Linked DNA regions of Triticum aestivum: region 1 is linked to region 2. A link is a contact called in public Hi-C data. All regions are on one chromosome and are shown on one strand. The core of a region is the stretch at or near the end of the contact, and the rest is flanking DNA. Distances in the headings are between cores, read along the strand shown. Region 1 holds the start of LOC123185058. Region 2 holds the start of LOC123188129 (WRKY transcription factor SUSIBA2).

Region 1 (6,191 bases), core at 1,384-3,883, 150 kb before region 2:
TATATTTCATATCTGGAGAACCTACTTATCTGCACCCTAAATTTGTAAGTTAAGATAAAAAATTGTAAAAATTATTTCTAAGGTAATACCTTTATATGGTGCCAGTTGTAGGTGGTGCTCATCTATTCATGTTGTCAACACATTTTTCTTGGTTGAGTGCCTACAGGTACAAACTAGCAATTAATATAGTTTACTATTTGACCCAAATGTGTCAAAAACATGTTGGAAAATGGCAATTCAAAAATTATGGTTTATGAATTTGGCGAACATATTTGAGTGGCAACCCCGCACTTTTTCTTAGCAGCACCACAGGTACTTAAGTACTTTGATTTGTTCACTATATTCTACTCCCCCCGTCCCATAATGTATGACGTTTGTTGACACTACACTAGAGTCAAAAAACGTCTTACATTATGGGACGAAGGGAGTAGCTCACAACAAGTACTTAAGTATTTTGACTTGTTCATTCAAGATGTAGACTATTATTTTGAGTCCTCAACCAACTAGAAATATTCATTTGGATTCACAAGTTCCAAAAGTTAGCTCATGTCTATCCAAGAAGCCCATCACAATAATATTAATCTCTCTTTAGTCTTCACATAATGTTTAGGAGCTTATCAACCACAAATTCCATAGCAACACGTGGAATATCTTCTAGTTATATGTAAAGCACATCACAACAAATGTATAAAACACACCATGTCATTATATAATTCTTACCAACGCATACCATGACCCTACAATCTAACACATACCCTAATCCTACGTTTTACTATAAACCACAAGCATACTGCTTGCACACATTGTATACTACATACAAACGCATGGTCCACCACTTTAATAGCGGATTTGAGAGAAATATACAAAAAATGCTTTTCCCAAAAGTGAAGAATGCAATCAAACAAGGGAATTTCAACCAATCAAATCGTGGGATGCGAGAGGTTACCTCAAGGGATGGAAATGATTCTATTTACTTAACAAATGACATCAGTTTGAGAGAAGTTTGGATGGAAGAGGGGGAGGGCAACATCCCAACTAGGAAGAGAAGGATGAAGAATGTGGGTTGAATTGGTGGCTCAGCCACAACGTCCAGCCACTTATGACTACTGTGCATGCAATAGTAGTTGGTTTAGCCGGGTACCGTCGTTGTTAATATAGCCTAGCTATCCTATCGCTATTGTGTATGGTGGTGGCAAACATGTCATATAGTAAAATTGAGCGAGTGAGTCATTTCTTGCTTCTGTAAAATGAGTCATTTCTTGCTTTTTTGACAACCTGCTCTCTTTTTTCTAATCTTGTGTGAGAACAATGGCGACCAAATGGGCAAGTCTTAGCGGGCTGGCCCGATAACCCACGTGACGTCCCGTGATGAGCATGGCCTGACACGTTTACAATCGGGGCGTGCTGGCATGTGGCTTGTCTAGGGCTACGAGGCTGGGCAGGCATGAGAGTCGGCACTGCACGACCCATTTCCTTTCTTATTTCTTTTTTTTTCAGATTTTCAAAAAAAATTATAGCGCAAAAATTTCAAATCTTTTTGTAAGCACACATACACACATAGTACATGTGTGCAAAAATTCATTACATTTTACTTTCCCACGTGGCGTACAAAAAAAGACAAATATGTATTTTCAAATGGGCCAACATTTTTTGTTTTCGGGCCAGATTTTTTGGTACAGCTTACAGATTACATTTTTTCAAAACAAAATTTCATGGATCCGTAGTGAATACGTACAAGTTTCTACAGAATTCTTGTCGATTTTTTTAAACTTCTAAACATGTTTTTTGGTATATATTTTTTCACAAAAAGGACACCATGGTGCCCGAGCACACAAAAAACTTCGCACTCCACCCCCGCCCCCAAACAGCCCAAATAGGCCTAAAACATCGCAAAATCAAGCGGGCTGGTGGACTAAATATGTCGGTGGGCCGGCCCGTTTCCTTGTTGTGCCGTGCCTGGGCCAGGAAGTGCAGTACGAGTGCCGGCCCAGCATGGCCTGTATATCAGGAATGCCTGGTGGGCCGTGCTAGCCGGCCAGGTCTGTGTGAAACGATAACTTTGGGAGCTTATGAAAAATCGCAAAAAAGAAAACCAGTAGCGGTACCGCTGAAACTCGAACCGGCGACCTCGTACTAATTGGCCCGGCGTGCGAACAATTTTTCGAAGATTTCAAAAATGCGACTTTTTTAAAAAAGAGGAACATTTTTTGAATTTATGAACAATTTTTTAAAACACGAGCATTTTTTGAAATTTTGAAATTTTCCCAAAACAGGAACATTTTATGAAAATTTTCAACAATTTTGGAAAGATGGTCTTTAAAAAAATAAACTTGAAAAGTAAAATAAACGAAAAAGCAAAAAAGTAAACAGAAAAGCGGAAAAAGAAGAAAATAAAAAAACTAAAAACAAAAAGAACCCAAGAAGAAACAGGAAAATGGGTCAAAAAGAAAAAAAAAGGTCCAGGGAACCTTCTAGAAGGTTCCCAAAACCGGGATACTGTAGCACGGTAATCCACCAGTAGTGGGCCGGGCCATGTCGCTCGCTCTCTCCTGTTCCATGTGCGTTCCTTCCACAATTTGCCGCAATTAGCGTCAAATAGGATATTCCGGTAATTTTGGCCTAGGTAAGCATATGCTCGCACGGTCAGTCGGTCACATCGACCAGACGACAGCCCCTGCCCGATCCCCAAACCCACCCACCGCATCCTAGTCCACCTCCGAACCAAGGATCCAAGCCATGGAGCGCGGCGATGCTGCCACCGGCAGCGGCAGCCGCAGCGGTGCGGGAACGAGCATCCAGGTCACGGCTCTGGACGGCATCGTGAACGTGAACTCTCTCTTCACCCTCGCCGCGTTCCTCGGCTTGGCGTGGCGCCCCTCCTCCGACGGGCCAGGCCTCGCCGACGGCGCCGACCACCTGGGCGCCTGCGCCGCGGGGGACCGCATCGAGTCTGACCTCGTCTCCTTTCACGTCCTCGCCTTCGCTTGTTTCCTCTTCTCCAGCCTCGTCGCGCTCTGCCTCAAGCAGATCGTCCGCACCTTCCCCCACTACCGCCGTGCCTCCTCCGCCGCCGCCGGAGCCGCCGTCAGCTGGACGGTGAAGATCAACCGGGCAGCGCTCCGGGTCGGGATCTTGGCGTGCGCGGTGGGATCCGTGTGCGGATGCGGGTTCCTGACGATGGCCCTCGTCAACGTGGTGCAGGTGAAGCTCGGCCGGCTCGGCTGCGGCGCCGGCGGCTCCGCGGCATGGGGCGCCGTCATCCCGCTCGTCACGCTCGTGCCTTCCGCCATGCTGATCTACATTGGCATCGTCTTCTACGCCTTCACCCGCTAGCCTGAATCGGATCCAGTAACTCCACTTAGTGCTTCCTTTGCATTTTCTTATGCTTAGATTATGCGTCTGTGTGATGACTGATTAGAGTGCAGTGAGATTGCAGCTGACATGCCTGTGTACGTATCAGTGTGTCCATGCTTGTGTTCTTGGTGTTCTTTGTGTGGGCAACTTTTTGTGTTAGTACTTGGTAGTAGTACTGTACTGCTTAATTACCTTGATTGACTCCTTTTAGCAAGTCAATTTGTTATGATTTGCAAGGTGGCAACTTGATATGCAAAGTCCAATCTAAAACTAGTGGCTGAATTTTTGCCTTGTCCTCGTCTGCAATCAGATCCAGTAGAGCTGGAATGTTTTTCTATGCCAAATCAGGTTTGTTTACCACAAACTTGGAAAAGCTTAGCATAGAGGTAGTAGTTGTCACTCACAATTTGGACCAGCACAGGAAAATGCCATCCATACCACTCCTTGCATTATTATGGTTAAACAGCCATTTAACATCTGCACAACCACCACAATCAAGTGAAGCTCTACCTTCTTGCTAATGCTGCCTATTGGCTTCAGAAAGGATTTCTTGTTTATCAGCAGTCTCCACTTGTGCATTGTTCATGAGAGGAACATCATCTGTCAAAAAAACCAGAAGAGTCATCTATTTTGGAACGGAGGGAGTAGCATCCAATCCAGAAGCCAATAATTTGTTAAGAAATAACCCAGGTATTGGCATGTTGACTGTAGCAGGTGCACCCAGAAGCATCAGACCGAAGCTATGTGACTGCACTGTGTGACACAAACTGTCACTGTAATTCAAACAAACATGAAAAAGTAATCTATAACCCAATCTGATCCAGAGATCAGAAAGCAACTCAAATAGATACTCCCTCTGTCCCATAATATAAGAGCGTTTTTGACACTAGTGTAGTGTAAAAAAACGCTCTTATATTATGGACGGAGGGAGTACAAAATAAGCAGTTCAAGATTAATGTAAGTTGAGGGCACCACATTCAGTTAAAGGAAGGGAGCTATGAACATATCGACCAGTAATTCACGAAGGTAAGGCTTGGTAAAAATCGTTAATCACAGATCATTCAGAATCCATGCAACATTTCAACTCATGCATTAACGAGACACGTCTACTCTTATCTTTCGTTTCTACTTCAAAGACACTTGCAGACCAGGCATGAAAAAAAGTCTTCAAAGGCCGTTTCGACCTTTCTTCACAAGAAAAGAACCACAGGGGGCAAGGAAATCCTACTTAAGGAAGTGGCCCAAGCAATACTAGTTTTCGCAATGTCAGTATCACAGATATTATTTCCCAATTTTGGTGGGGTGACGACGAGGAGAATAAGAAAATGCACTGGTACTCGTGGTGGAAATTGTGCTTCCCTAAAAATGAAGGCGGTATGGGATTTCGTGATCTATATTCGTTCAATTTAGCCATGCTTACTAAACAATGTTGAAGGTTAATTACTGAACCAGAGTCCCTATGTGCTTGTGTTTTGAAAGCGAAATATTATCCAAATGGGAGCTTACTTCAAGCTATTCCTAAACAAGGATCGTCTTTCACATGGAAAAGTATTCTGAAGGGGCTAGAGACTTTCAAGAAAGGCTTTATTTGGAGAATTGGTTCTGGTGATACAGTGAACATATGGGATGATCCATGGATACCTTCCACTTCGGATCGAAAGATAATTACCCCTCGTGGGCAAACATTACTGTCATAGGTAAGTGATCTCATTGACCCAAATAATGGCACGTGGGATGAGGAGCTACTGAGAAGCATCTTCAACCCTGTGGATGTGCGAAGGATATTGCAAATACCCTTGAATCACCAAGCCTTTGATGACTTTGTTGCTTGGCATGTGAATAGAACAGGAATCTTCTCTGTCCGAACGACATACAGATTACAGTGGATGCATACTTTTAGGTCTCAGGCAAATGGAATTTCAGGAGCAACTGGCTCTAATCCTCCGGCAGTATGGAGAATACTATGGAAACTAAATATTCCACTCAAAGTTTAATGAACGGACATATTGGTAGTAACAGAGCCTGTCCGATCTGCCATCAAGGAGCAGAAGACCTACATCATTTGCTATTCACATGCACCCATGCAAAGGAGATGTGGCAGCGCTTGCGGCTAACTGAAGTAATTAACCAGACAACAGTAATGGATAAATCAGGGTCCGCGGTTTTGGAGTTTTTGCTGAACTTGTCGGATATCCCAATGGAGCTCTAACCAACTCTGAATTTTAAGCAGGTTGTGGCAGTAGCTTGCTGGTATTTACGGTGGATCAGGCGACGCATTACGCATAATGAGACAGTCCCTCCGATTATCTGTTGGCCCATAGCAGTGTTTTAGCGATTGCAAGCAATTATCACAAAGTCTTCTCTAAGCCAAGTGGAACACAAGACAGAAAATGAAGTAAACCGGATCCAAAAGTTGTGAAAGTAAACGTGGACGCAACGTTCTATGAGGAAGAGGGAATGGGAGCGATCTCAGCTATTCTAAGAGATGCATATGGTAATTTTATTGCTGCCAATTATCCCTTTTGCAGCTGACATAGTCGCAACCGAAGCGATGGCCATGAAAGATGGACTTGAGCTAGCTAATTCTCTCGGATACAATCGCTTTGAGGCGGAGTCTGATTCTATGCAGGTGATCCACTTTTGTACTGGACAATCCAGATGGTGGGATGCAGCGACGGCAATCTCTGCGGAGCGTGTGGATACGGCTACGGCTATAGGAAAGGTCGTCTATAAACATTGTTATCGGTCTGCTAATCAAGCAGCTCATCTGCTAGCGAATCATAGTTATTGTAATAAGATCTCTTTTTTTTGGTTGCACGAGCCATATGACGTTTTGG
Region 2 (5,960 bases), core at 3,063-5,562:
AACACACCCAATAGAATGGTAAATTGTATATGTGCACTAGTTCAACGAAGAGATGGTGATACAAGTGGTATATGGATGGTAGATAATAGTTTTTGTAATCTGGAAATATAAAAACAGCAAGATAACGAATGATAAAAGTGAGTGTAAACGGTATTGCAATGTGTTGAAACAAGGCCTAGGGTTCATACTTTTGCTAGTGCAAGTTCCCTCAACAATACTAACATATCTGGATCACATAACTATCCCTCAACATGCAACAAAGAGTCACTCCAAAGTCACTAATAGCGGAGAACAAACGAAGAGATTATGGTAGGGTACGAAACCACCTCAAAGTTATTCTTTCCAATCAATCCGTTGGGCTATTCCTATAAGTGTCACAAACAGCCCTAGAGTTCGTACTAGAATAACACCTTAAGATACAAATCAACCAAAACCCTAATGTCACCTAGATACTCCAATGTCACCTCAAGTATCCGTGGGTATGATTATACGATATGCATCACACAATCTCAAATTCATCTATTCAACCAACACATAGGACCTCAAAGAGTGCCCCAAAGTTTCTATCGGAGAATCACGACGAAAACGTGTGCCAACCCCTATGCTTAGGTTCATGGGTGGAACCCGCAAGTTGATCACCAAAACATACATCAAGTGAATCACGTGGTATCCCATTGTCACCACAGATACGCACGACAAGACATACATCAAGTGTTCTCAAATCTTTAAAAACTCAATCCGATAAGATAACTTCAAAGGGGAAACTCAATCCATTACAAGAGAGTAGAGGGGGGAAGAAACATCATAGGATCCAACTATAATAGCAAAGCTCGCGATACATCAAGATCGTATCACCTCAAGAACACGAGAGAGAGAGAGAGAGATCAAACACATAGTTACTGGTACATACCCTCAGCCCCGAGGGAGAACTACTCCCTCCTCGTCATGGAGAGCACCGGGATGATGAAGATGGCCACCGGAGAAGGATTGCCCCCTCCGGCAGGGTGCCGGAACGGGTCTAGATTGGCTTTTGGTGGCTACAGAGGCTTCTGGCAGCGGAACTCCCGATCTATTGTGCGTTCTGGAAGTTTTAGGATACATAGGTATATATGGGTGAAAGAAGCACGTCGGTGGACCGAAGGGGGGCCACGAGGCAAGGGGCGCGCCCCCACCCTCGTGGGCACCTCCCTTCTTTCCCGACGTGCACTCCAAGCTTTTCCGGTAGCTTTCCTTCCAAAATAACTTCTCTAGTTGATTCCGTTCCGTTTTGACTCCGTTTGATATTCCTTTTCTTCGAAACACTGAAATAGGCAAAAAAACAACAATTCTGGGCTGGGCCTCCGGTTAATAGGTTAGTCCCAAAAATAATATAAAAGTGGATAATAAAGCCCAATATTGCCTAAAACAGTAGATAACATAGCATGAAGCAATTAAAAATTATAGATACGTTGGAGACGTATCACGAGGAAAGCCGACCGGAGGCGAGGCCAGGGGCGGCCAGTGACGGCGGTGGGGAAGGCAGGAGCAGAGCGGGAAGCGGGGTGAGGCCACAACGGACAGGGTCGCGCGTGAGTGCGTGCGGCGTCGTGGGCGCGCACGGGAGGGCGACACAGCGAGGCGAGGCTGGCCAGACGAAGCTGTGGGGCGCGGTGGTCGGGCGCTGGGCGTGCCAGGCAGGGCACAACCACGCGCTCATTCGGGAGGCCGTGTGCTGCGAGCAGGCAATGGCGACGCGGGGCGCGCAGGCCAAGGGAGAGGAGCGGGAAGGCGGGAGAGGGGAGCGTGCTCACGAGGCCCTGTAGAGGTGCTAAAGTGAGCTCGGGGAGGCACCAGAGCTCGGGACGGCGGTGGTCGATGGCGGGGACGGCGACGGCGCTGTGAGGTGGCGGCGTTCGGGGAGGCGCGGCACCAGATCGGGGCGAGGCAGTGGCGTCCAAGGCGTCGCGGTGAGGGGGGGGGGCTTCGGGAGGAGGCCAATGCTTCTGGCGAGGTGGCACCGGCGGAAGGGCGGCGGCGGGGGCACCGGGGTGGTGGCGCTGAGGACGAAATCGGGCTCGAACCCGATCCAACTGAGAGGAGGGGAGCGAGAGGAAGACGTGGGGGAGTGGGACGATTCGTCTAGATATATTCGGTGCTTGGGGGGGATAAGGGAGAGGGAGAAGTGGGCCGACCAGGGTGGTGGCCTGGTGGGCCGAGGCCGTCCGACCAAGTTGGGCCACGGCCCAGTGGGGGCGGGTTGCCTGCTTTTTATTTTTGTTGTTTTGTTTTGTTTTCTTTTTCTTTTTTAATCCTTAATTGCTCTAGTTTAAACAAAACACAATAAGATTCTCTAAATTAGCGTTACTAAACATTCCACTTCCACAAATAACTTGGCACATTAATCAAAGTAGTTTGTATTTGTTTATTAATTTAAGAGCATTTAAATAATAGTTTTGCCACTGTTTTATTTATTTTAATGCATTTAACTACTTTATAAAAGTGTGAATTCTTCACCATAATTTTCTTATGCACTATTTGGCCCACTCCGAACATTTTAGATTTTATATTTGAAAACCTGTATTGTTTGCTTGATTGTGATTTTGAATTTGAACCAGTTTCGAACTAACGCAAGATTAGCAACAGTAATCAAGATGACGTGGCATCATTAATAAAAGTTTACTGTAGTCTAATTATCCGGGCGTCACAGTGCGCGAGGACGCCGCTGAGCGTGCGGCCCGGGACGCCCCACCACAGGCGGCGGCCCTCGCTGTTATTGCGGACGCGCGGCGTCGGCGCGTTGTTGGTGGAGGTGAGCCGCTCCTCCTGCCGGCGTTTGAAGTACGCCGCCCACACCGCGTGGTTGCCGGTGGCGTAATCCGGGAGCGCCCGCTCCGCGACCGCCAGGGACGCCCGCGCACGCTCGATCTCGGCGTGGAAATAGGCGGGCGTCTCGAGGACCGGCAGAGGAGGGACAGGGACCCCGCCGACGCCGAGCCTCCACCGCGACGGAGCGCGTACGTCGGGCGGCGCGGGGTAGTTGGTCTCGTGGAGGAGGTAGGCCTCCCACTCATGCAGCGAGCGGCGGCCGAAACCGTTGGCCGCTGCCGCGTTTCCGGGGTACCTCGCGCTCATGGTTGCCGGGGAGGAAAGAGAGGGGCTCGAACGGCCGAGAGAGGGAAGGAAGTGCGGCGATGAGGAGGGGGAGGACTGCCGATGCCGATGGATGGGTGCCTCACCGGCGCGGCCAGGGGTGCCTTTTATAGCGGCTCAGGGGCGGCCACGTGCGAAAGCATGGCGGAAGGCGGGGCGGCGTCGCCGCACTTCGCCGCCCGTGAATCAATGGCAGGCTGACCGGCGGCAGCCTTGGCATTGATTCCTCGCGGGAAAACCGAGACGATGAGGACGACCAGCCTTCGTCTCGCTGACGCGCCGGTCCCGCCACTCTTTCGCGCCAAAACATTCGCGCCGGCGCCCCGCAGCGCGCCGGGTTTGGGTTGGGTGCGCCAGCGTCAATTTCGGTTCAATCCGGCAAAAAACAGGTTCTTGAAGACGTGACTGGGTCGATTTTTCAATGCCGGCGCTAAAAAACGGCTTTGAGGGGGTCTGTTGGGGGCGCAGCTGGACATGCGCTTAGAGTCTAGAGTAAAATAAAGCTTTCTCAAGACGTCTGGTTCTAGGCTGTTGGATTAAAAGGCCCATGAACTCACGTGGCCCAGTCCGCTTCCGCGTAAAAAAGTGAGCGAGCGAGCGGCGACCGGGCGAGCGCTCGGCCGGTCGTCCGCAGGGAAACGTTTCCCTATCCTAATACACAACTGCCTCATCAACGTATCCGCACGTTACACTGTCGCCAGTCGTCCATGCTTTTCTACCCTGCGTAGATTTGGTATCCAGTGTAGCCAAAAAGAGTCGTTGCAGAACAATAAAACCCATTTAACCGCGGTAGAAAATCCCCGCGACATTTCAAAATCCAGGCCCCGATTTACCATGTCGTTCTCATTCAATGCCAAGAGGATCATCATGGGGCACTCTGACAGGCATCCCATGCCGAATTTAAAACACGCATTTACTTTGCCCACCCCACCAGTATCCCAGCCTCACCCGCAGCCCCAACCCGCCCCCTCACCCCTCTCCCTGACGCCCCGACCGGCCCCCCGCGGCCCCACCCGACAGCCACACGGAGAAAAGCAGCCCATCGGTGCCCCCAAAGTCCCAACCCCGCAGCCAGCCGCGGTCGCTGTCGCCACCCCCTGCCCCCGGATCCCACCACCGGTTTCGTGCCGCGGTTGCCCACATCACACCACACCACACCACGCACGGCCGCTTCCCTCCCTCCCCCCTCTGAGCTCGCTCGGGTGCGTACCGCCGTACCCAACCGGGGAGATTTCGGGGGCCATCCAGGGGCGGAAGGGTCATTTCCCCTGCCCCCATTAATCAAGTCCACACGAGCCGCAGCCTCACGCCCCACGCCGCCTTCGCTAGCGGACGAGCCCGCCCTCCCCAAACTGCCCCTCGCACCGTCGCCTCCAAAACCACCTCCGGCTTCCTCCGCTCAGGCCCCTCCGCTCAGCCCCGCACCGCGCCGATGGCCGATTCGCCGAACCCTAGCTCCGGGGACCTCCCCTCGCCCGCCGGGAGCTCGCCCGACAAGCCGTACCCCGCGGATCGACGCGTCGCGGCGCTCGCCGGCGCGGGCGCGAGGTACAAGGCCATGTCCCCCGCGCGGCTGCCGATCTCGCGCGAGCCCTGCCTCACCATCCCCGCCGGCTTCAGCCCCTCCGCCCTCCTCGACTCCCCCGTGCTCCTCACCAACTTCAAGGTGACTGCCGCCTCCCTGTACTGTACCTCTCGCCTCTCGCCTGCTGTTACTACTTGTTACCGCGGGATCTGCGGGCCGTACGGCGTCCGTGTCATGCTGAGGTCAATTTGAGCTGGGGAAAAGGAGGGATTCCGATGCGCATTAGCTCCGCGCTCTAGTTTATGAGACAATTGCGCCGGGGAATTAATTGGCTCGTGGCCTCGGAATAACGCGCTTTCCCTGTGCGCTTTCGCATTTCCGGCCATGCCATGAAGCTTCTGGAACTTCCTTTTCTGCGGGGGTTCTTCGTGATATGTTTGTTTTCCCCCCGCTTCTTCTTTTGGAGCGTCCCCGCGCCGTCTACTTGCTGTGGAGTGAGGGGGATGCTGTTGCTTGTGCGTCTGCAGGGAATTATTCTGTTAGTTATGCACACACTTGGTGGCTACGAGAACAAATCATCATTTGACATTCCTTCTACGGGGGCTCTGTAGGGCCTTATTTAAGGAAACGCCCCCTCGGCCCTGGCCGGTTATACTGGTGGTGTGCTAAGAGATGGTGCTCGTTCATAAGGACATCACCAAGTAATTGTGTTCGGGTTGACCGTTTGGTTGTTATTCTTCCTCGGGATTGGTTGTAGAAGTGGTATTTGTTTTCCTGAGTCCTCTTGCTGGCAGCGTACAAACTGAAATGGCCCTTGCTTGCTGGGCCTAGTCACTTGCTTGCAGCATCATTGTTGCTTTCTTTGTCTTGCTCTGTTATTCTTGCCGGCCTTCTTCTTCATGTTTCCTCTTTCAAGCATAGGAGAAAATGATTGGCAAACTTGTTACTTTTAAAGAAAAATATTTATTAAGGTGGCATTTATTTCAGAGGGCGAGGTACTTCATATATGCAATCTGCAGGCTATAGTAAAGAAAAATATTTATTAAGGTGACATTTATTTCAGAGGGCGATGTACTTCATATATGCAATTTGCAGGCTGTAGTGTTGTTGTACTTCCTATTTTGCGTTCACAAGTATTCAGAGGTCTTAAAGCGTGGTGGACACTGAAAATAGTTAACAAAAATTTCTTTCAGGTTGAACCTTCACCAACAACTGGTAGTCTGAGCATGGCTGCAATTATGCACAAGAGTGCTCATCCAGACATGCCTTCGCCACGGGATAAGTCCATTCGAGCCCATGAAGATGG

Evidence for each region. A called contact is a pair of places that touch in the nucleus more often than the background predicts.
Region 1: a contact with region 2 is called in a Hi-C map of leaf, with 9 times the contacts expected there. The contact joins the promoter of LOC123185058 here to the promoter of LOC123188129 in region 2. A contact is called at or near these places in 2 of 5 Hi-C or Micro-C datasets (both in leaf).

What each region holds. Positions count from the first base shown.
Region 1 is chr2A:161,109,120-161,115,310 of IWGSC CS RefSeq v2.1, reverse strand. It overlaps LOC123185058, which reads left to right and starts at 2,633. Exons shown (of 1, transcript XM_044597070.1): 1 at 2,633-3,568. The coding sequence starts at 2,737. The coding sequence ends at 3,333.
Region 2 is chr2A:160,959,336-160,965,295 of IWGSC CS RefSeq v2.1, reverse strand. It overlaps LOC123188129 (WRKY transcription factor SUSIBA2), which reads left to right and starts at 4,312. Exons shown (of 6, transcript XM_044600171.1): 1 at 4,312-4,795; 2 at 5,848-5,960. The coding sequence starts at 4,562.